2 separate regions of the Danio rerio genome follow, and region 1 is linked to region 2. Evidence: chromatin contacts called from public HiChIP or PLAC-seq data. All regions are on one chromosome and are shown on one strand. Each heading gives the region's core, a stretch centred on a gene start, on an enhancer-like site or on the middle of the called end of the contact. The rest is flanking DNA. Distances are from core to core; before and after follow the strand shown. Region 1 holds the start of ppp3cca (protein phosphatase 3, catalytic subunit, gamma isozyme, a). Region 2 holds the start of adam28 (ADAM metallopeptidase domain 28).

Region 1 (3,528 bases), core at 947-3,446, 96 kb before region 2:
AGTGAACAGCACCTGTACGGCATGGTATGTGATCTTACATTTTTACATTTCATTCTAAGCATTCATTGTTCGCAGTTTTATTCACCATATTTAACTGTTTTTGCTAAAATCATTGCTGCAATCAAAAACCAGTAATGTGAATGATAGCGTGAACTTAATTAATTAGTAAATTAATTTTAATTAGGTCCTCGCTCCATTCAGCTCTTATGATGGCTGTTAGCCAAAGACATCTGCGGTTGGCATTAAAAGCAGGGTGGTGTACGGTCTTGTTTTGGACTTTTAATTTTGGCATCCTACATATGCCAAATTCATAATTTACAGTTGCTAACATTATTAAAAATTAAGGTAAAGCTTGTTAGTTTTTTGAGGAAATTGCACCAATCATTTCAAAACCTTTAACACTTTTAAATGATCACATATTGGGAATCCCCACATCTGGAATGCTGATAATGAACGAAGACAATTCGTATTTTTATTAAATTATTTATGCTGCCTGAGAAATGTTTTGCTTTTACAATGCCATTATGTTAGTTGGATTTCAATAAAAGGTCAATCGCATATACAACACAATCTCACTGCAATTCGTAACTTTTTGATTTGGGCTAATTCATATGAATTTGTATTTGTGATCTTGTTCGTACCATTAGCTTATCCCCCAATGATGGTTGGGTTAAGGGGTGGGGTTGGGTGCCAAGCCTCCTTTTTAAAATTGTACATTTTTATACGACTGAAGTAGTATTAATTTGTATACGAATTAGCCACTAAACTTACAAAATGTAAAATATTAGGTTTCTTCATGAGATCAGACTGGCATATCTAAGACTTAACATTTTTTTTTGTTTGTTTTAGATGTTTGGCAAAAATAAGAATTAAAGCTAAAATTATTAACCTTAATATCTGATAAGTTATAGAAAGTAGAATCAAATGATTAAATTTAATATAAAATGAAATGCTGAATGTTAATATTTTGGCTGCACATATTTAGTACAAGTATTTAAGTTAGCATTACACTACTTGATTAACATGCTTCAACAAATATTATGAAATTTCATAAATATTACTTCATTAAAAATGTATTTTTTTACATTCTTACTTTTTTGCTTTATTTACTTATGCTGTCATCTTTCGTTTACTATACCCAAAAGTAACATGTTTCCACATTTTAGAAAGTATTAATATGACAAAGAAAGCAATTTCAGATGTTTTTTTCTCATTATATTAATACAAGGGTGGCACAGTGGCTCAGTAGGTAGCTATGAAGGTTGCTAGTTCCTAGTTCGCATTTCTGTATGGAGTTTGCATGTTCTCCTCGTGTTCGCATGGGTTTGTGCTCCGGTTTCCCCCACAGTTAGAAGACATGCGTGATTAATAGTGAATTGAATAAACTTAATTGTCCACAGTGTATGAGTGAGCGTTTCCCAGTAATAGGTTGTGGCTGGAAGGGCATCCGGTGCGCGCATAAAACATATGCTGGAATAGTTGGCGGTTTATTCCACTGTGGCAACACCAGATAAATAAGCTGAAGGTAAATGAATATTAATATAAATAGTTAATATATTATGTGGACATGTTTTCTTTTTTTGTAAATAAAAGTAAACATGATGTCTTACCTAAGATCAACACTTACCATGCATACAATACAATAAAAGTTACAATAAAATAAAAGTAACACATTCATGAAGTAGTTTGAAACCCCCTTCATTTCACGCAAAATCTTGTAATCACTGCAGAAACCCCTTTAGATGACCTTCGACATTAAGTGAATCTCAAACCCATTCATATGTTTGTTTGATCATTTGTCATCTAAGTCCTGAAGTTTGCGGCACAAATGTGATGATCTGTCGGTCAATATGTTAAGTTATGATCTGGTGACCAGTAAGAATCTTTAACTAAAAAAAATATCAACTGTGTCCTAAAGTGTCTCCATTTTACCACAGGCCTACATTATGACTTTCAGTGTACATTGTCACATTAACTGGGTTGCTTTATCTCTGAAGTTTTTTTTCTGCTTCCTTCTTCGCCACGAAGATCTCCGAGGGACCTCCGGAACTCTTTCAAGTTTTGCGGGACCTCCATCACGACCCATTTAACCATCTGCTTTGCACGTGTCAAGTTGTACGTGCGACGTCAGGCCTACGCCATCGCGTCGCGAGCCACAGCTCCGCCATATTGCAGGAAATCCGTTTGAGGTTTAGAGATTAGCGTTTAATCTGAGGAGCTGGGAACGAGAGTGTGATTGGAAGTTACTGCTAGCCATATGGTTAGCTCGAGTGGGCGGGTAGATCGCGCAATCGCTGTTGTCAGACGACAGGACATATGTTTATTAAGACAATTCGGCGCGGTTCGGCACGTTATTATTATTATGCCGAACTGACTCACGAATCTGTGGCTAAACTGGCGAGTTGACGTTCTGACTCCGAAAAGTGGAAAATCGGATTAACGTTCAAGATTGCGCACCAAACCCTAATCATCTTGTGTCGGTGGCTCCCGTTGCTTCGAGCCCAAGCTATCTCATCGAGGACGGTTTGCAGCTTATAGACAGTTTAATGTCAGCAGGGAAACACCGGGCTCGATTCTACTAGTTTGTCCGCGCACGACGGTGATAGTGTTTCTGTCAGCCAGCGAAGGGGGAAAGCGATCGAGTCGGTGTCTGCTGGCGATGTTATTATGCTGCCCTGTGACCCGTGTGGCCAACTGTTGTTCAGTGTTGACTAAATTAGCCGTGTTAGCGTGTTAAACTGGTTCGTCGGTGTGAATTTTGAGCAGTTTTTCGGACTCTTCTGAGTCGCTGGCCACTTCGCGATCTCTCTCCTCGCTCTGACTGGCAGCAGCAAACACGGAGGATATCTTTACTCGTTTGCTGGCTAATAAATCCTGACTGAACTCTGAGAAGATGTCGACGAAAGAGCCGAAAGAAAAGCTGTCGACCACCGAGCGAATCATTAAAAGTAAGTTCAATCTCAGTTTGTGTTCTGTGAACGGGCTCTAGACGCTCGAATCTAACGGATTCAGACTTTGGTATTTTGGTGAATCGTTTGGTTCGCTAATTATTTGATTCCTCTGAATCATTCCTTGACAGCTGCTCCTGTGTGTGTTCATTGCTTTAACGTTACTTGTCATTTGTCATTATGGCATCTAGATTGCCCAATTTTCAAGCAGTTAATGCAACTATGCCAGAGTTTTTTTTTTTTTTTTTTTTTTTTGCAATCTTTTATGTTGACATGTTTCTAAGGTGGCAGCAAATTGTTGCATTTCTCATGCTCCATTTAAACACAAAGCAGGGTATTATTTATGTCTACCTTAGGATTTTTTGCAGGTCTTAAAAGTCTTAATTCGTCCTCTCTCTATTTAAGGTCTTAACTTAGAGTAGAAAGCCTACATAGCCATTAAATGTTGGATGCCTGCAAAAAAACAACAACAAAAAAACTATATATATATATATATATATATATATATATATATATATATATATATATATATATATATATATATATATATTGCAACATAAACATTCTTAATCAAAATGTG
Region 2 (3,895 bases), core at 726-3,225:
GTTTATGATCAAATCAGTGTGTAAATCTGTGTTGCAGTTGTAATGTGATACAAATACGTCTGTAATAATGAGGAAGTTTTTTTTTTTGGAGTTGCAACATGTGCAGATATTAAATATCACAAGATATACAGATATGATGACAAGGGAGAAACTGAGAAGACGAACGTACGTGTTTTTCTGGAGATGCATTTCAATGTCTCTACCACCCAGTGTCATAGCATATTTCACTCTATCCGGTCTTGACTGCAAAGGAAAGAAATTAATTAGTTTGAATAAAAGGTTTCAAATATACAGTTGAAGTCAGAATTATCAAAAAAAAAAATTTTAACTTTTATTTAAAATAAAAATTTTAAAAAATGTGTTTATTCTAGCTGAAATAAAACAAAAAACTTTCTCCATAAGAAAAAATATTATCAGACATACTGTGAAAATATAATTGCTCTGTGAAACATCATTTGGGAAATATTTAAAAAAGAAAAAAAAATCAAAGGGGTTTAATAATTCTGTATGTAGTATTAGGGAGTATATAAGAACTCACCTGTAAGTCTCTTTTTTGCAGATCATGTAATCTTATTGGTCGTACAATCTCATAAACCTTGCCATGTAGTTCGTGAATGTGACCAACTGTAGCAGATTGACAAACACACAAGGAATCACAGATTACTCATTAAATACAGACATTCAGTATTTTGATTTTAATATAGAGGCTGTGAATGCAGCTTTCAGATTTCAGAACTGTTTCACCTGATCTAAATATTGTATTGAAAGGACAAGTGTAAACTTGAATGGCTGATTTTAGTGATAACTGCCAACAAACGTATCTACAGCAATGCCAGATTTGTTATTTTAAGGTAGAAAAAAACAATAGACAATGTCTGTTCTACACACTTTCTGGCCAAGATTGATATCCTTGTTTTGTTAAAGCATGTTTGCTTTACTGTGATTTTTACAGTCTGCCCCTAACAACATGTTTGGGTAATGTTTATTAAGGTGTAACTGTTTAAACAGTAACAACAATCAGTATTAAAGAGATATTTACATGGTAGTTTTTTTAAAATACCAGTGTTATCTTTTTACCAGTTTAGCAAAACCTACAATACACTCTTCAAATAATAGTTAAGTATAGGCCTTTCAATTTAGAGTATGGGTGTAGCATAAGCATCAGCAATAACACACAACTTTTTCACTCCTGACACAAGGAAATTGCATTAACCAAGAAGGTGTTTTTGCTATTGCGCCTGAGGTAACAAAACACACTGCTATTCTAGGTGTAGGCAGATTAAATAACAATGAATAATTTAAACTTTATATTATAGTTACGTGATGAAGAGTGTTAATACTATATTACTTACTAATTTTGGGACTTTGGTGTGTGTATATTGACCAGACCTTTACACTGTTAGCATTATTACTTCAACATTGTTCAATTGTATTTCATTATACTTCTATGCAACACAAAAACGCTGCAATTTACATGCTTACCAGAATTGACATACTAATTTTATTTCATATATCTTTGGAAACATCTGAAAATATGCAATAATTTAGTTTTAAACATGAATATATATTAAAAAAAGTCTTTGACATTTAAACATACCTGGGATATTAGATATATTATGAATAATTTGCACTATTTACATTCAGTGAAGTCTAGAATGTGTACAAATAAAATCCTCACATACCTCAGCAATGTACAGTAAGCTCTATAAATCTAAAATCTGACACTTTATCTTTCTGATTGTAACATACATGCTCTTCAACACAACATACAGTAATCTAAGTCTTGCAGTTGTTGCAGTGCAGTGTTATTGTTGAAGAGCCCTTGGCTGAGCACAGATAAGTTAATCAGTCATTGTAAAGTAGAGTCACTGGTGTATCCAGTGTCTTACCTGAGGGATCCAGTGAAACACACAGAGTGAAGATCCACAACATCAGATGTCTTTGGGCCATTGTCAGTGTTCAGAACAACTGAAACAGGAGATTTTGGTCAGGTGAAGTTTTATAGTTGACGTGAGACTAGTTTAGGCCATAGACCACACCTTACAGAGCGGTCTAACCTCTAGACATGGACTTTCAGGAAATGACACAGAGGTATAAAAGATTTGTTGACCTGTTAAGACACGCCTCTGAGAAAAGAGAATGTGACAGAGAAATGCAGACAGGCTCTGACGCATTGATTCCTGCTTAGTGGTAGATGTGTCTGTCTGTTTGTTATATTTGAGGAAGTATCTTTGAGGAAATATCTAAACTTTGCTAACTTTCCATGTTTGGTCCTAAACACCCAAGCTTCTGTCATTTAAAATAATTATCCATTAATTAACCATTTAAACAGCTGCTCTTTTTACTATCAAGTGGATAAGTACAGGCAGTTCTGTTATGTTGCACGACTGTTTTCTAAAAACAACTCGAGCACAGGCTGATTCTGATGTGAACACTGAAACTCAAATTACCGTTAAAAGAGGTTCAAAACAGTGCCTATACCTCATAGCACATACAGAGAAACTAATTGTATAATAGCAAAGGTATCTAAGTGACTTCGTTTGTGTACTGTACATGAAATGGCTATGCATCTGTCAATAGTAAAGACAGCAAAGGGGAAAATAAAGACCAATTAAAAATGATGTTTCCACCAAATATTGTTTTCTTAACTCTTCTGATGTTAAGCAAAGCAAGCACTGTTCCTAATAGGTTAATGCAGTTCAAAGTGCTTTACAAGAAAGAAATAACTAATACATTTAAAATAATAATAAAAAAAAAACATATGATTATACAACATTTGATAATACATCTAATATACGTACAAATAAAACATACATTTTATAAGATTTTACATGAAAGCTAGACTGAAAACATGTTTTTCATTTGGACTCAGAAATGTTAATGCTTTCAGGTCATCAAGGTTGTTTCATGACGACTAAAGGCAGCATCACTAAATTTCTTTAGTTCTACTCTAATGTATAGTTCAAAGAACAGAACTTGCAGATCCAAGAGTCCTTCTGGGTTCGTAAACTTCAAACATATATGAAAGAAAGTCTGCAGCAAGTCAAAGCAGTGCCTTGTAATCTAATTTTTATATCAAAATCTCAAAGGTAACCAGTACAACGACATTAATGCAGGTAAAATATGATCTTCCTTTTTAGATTTAGTCAATATTCTAGGAGCAGTATTTTGTTTTAGTTGTAGTTGAATAATTGTATTGTTTGAGAGACCTGTGAGAGGGTAATTACAATTATCATGCCTGATAGTTATAAATGCTTGCATTTATAGTTTGGAATTGCTTAGAGAGAGTAAGGGTCTTTCTTTAGTGTTCTTCAGATTAATAAATGCAATTGTGATTAAATCACATTTGAGCTTTAAAGTTAAAATCTGAATCAAAGTCTACTCCTATTTTTAAATTTTTTTTTGCCACTTGGCTTGGATTAAATCCTAGTATATTTGGTTTGCTTAGGGGTATATTTAAAAAATGCAGGATGTCTTGAATGCAATTTAAGGGTAAATCGAGTTGAGCTGGATCGTCAGGATATACGGCTACAGTATGTAGAGCTCTGTCATCAGCCTAGCAAGGAAAAGTAATACTATGCTTCTGTGACTAAAAGATAACAAATAAAGATTGAAAAGCGGTGGTCCTTAGACTGACCCCTGTGGAACACCACATGATAACTTATATGGTTCAGACAAAGTATTATTGATATATACTACTAATGTGCTTCCACTTAAGTAAGATAACATTAATTTACAACAGTTTCAGATAGACCAGTCACAATCACTTAATAACTATAAGTGTCTGGTGATCTATTGTATCCAATGCTGCACTCAGGCAGAACTGAAGGCCAATTTCTGTCAAGGTTTATATTAGTTATTTGAGCAATCCCAGCATTGTGACGTTTACAGACAA

The links. HiChIP or PLAC-seq counts read pairs in DNA pulled down with a chosen protein or histone mark.
Region 1: a contact with region 2 is called in an H3K4me3 HiChIP or PLAC-seq map of gastrula embryo, with 4 times the contacts expected there. The contact joins the promoter of ppp3cca here to the promoter of adam28 in region 2. A contact is called at or near these places in 2 of 4 datasets of contacts at active chromatin or transcription factors (embryo and gastrula embryo).

Annotation. Positions count from the first base shown.
Region 1 is chr5:28,600,516-28,604,043 of GRCz12tu, reverse strand. It overlaps ppp3cca (protein phosphatase 3, catalytic subunit, gamma isozyme, a), which reads left to right and starts at 2,196. Exons shown (of 13, transcript NM_001166628.1): 1 at 2,196-2,948. The coding sequence starts at 2,894.
Region 2 is chr5:28,503,506-28,507,400 of GRCz12tu, reverse strand. adam28 (ADAM metallopeptidase domain 28) reads right to left here and starts at 1,975. Exons shown (of 9, transcript NM_001076718.1): 1 at 1,890-1,975; 2 at 539-624; 3 at 170-243. The coding sequence starts at 1,950.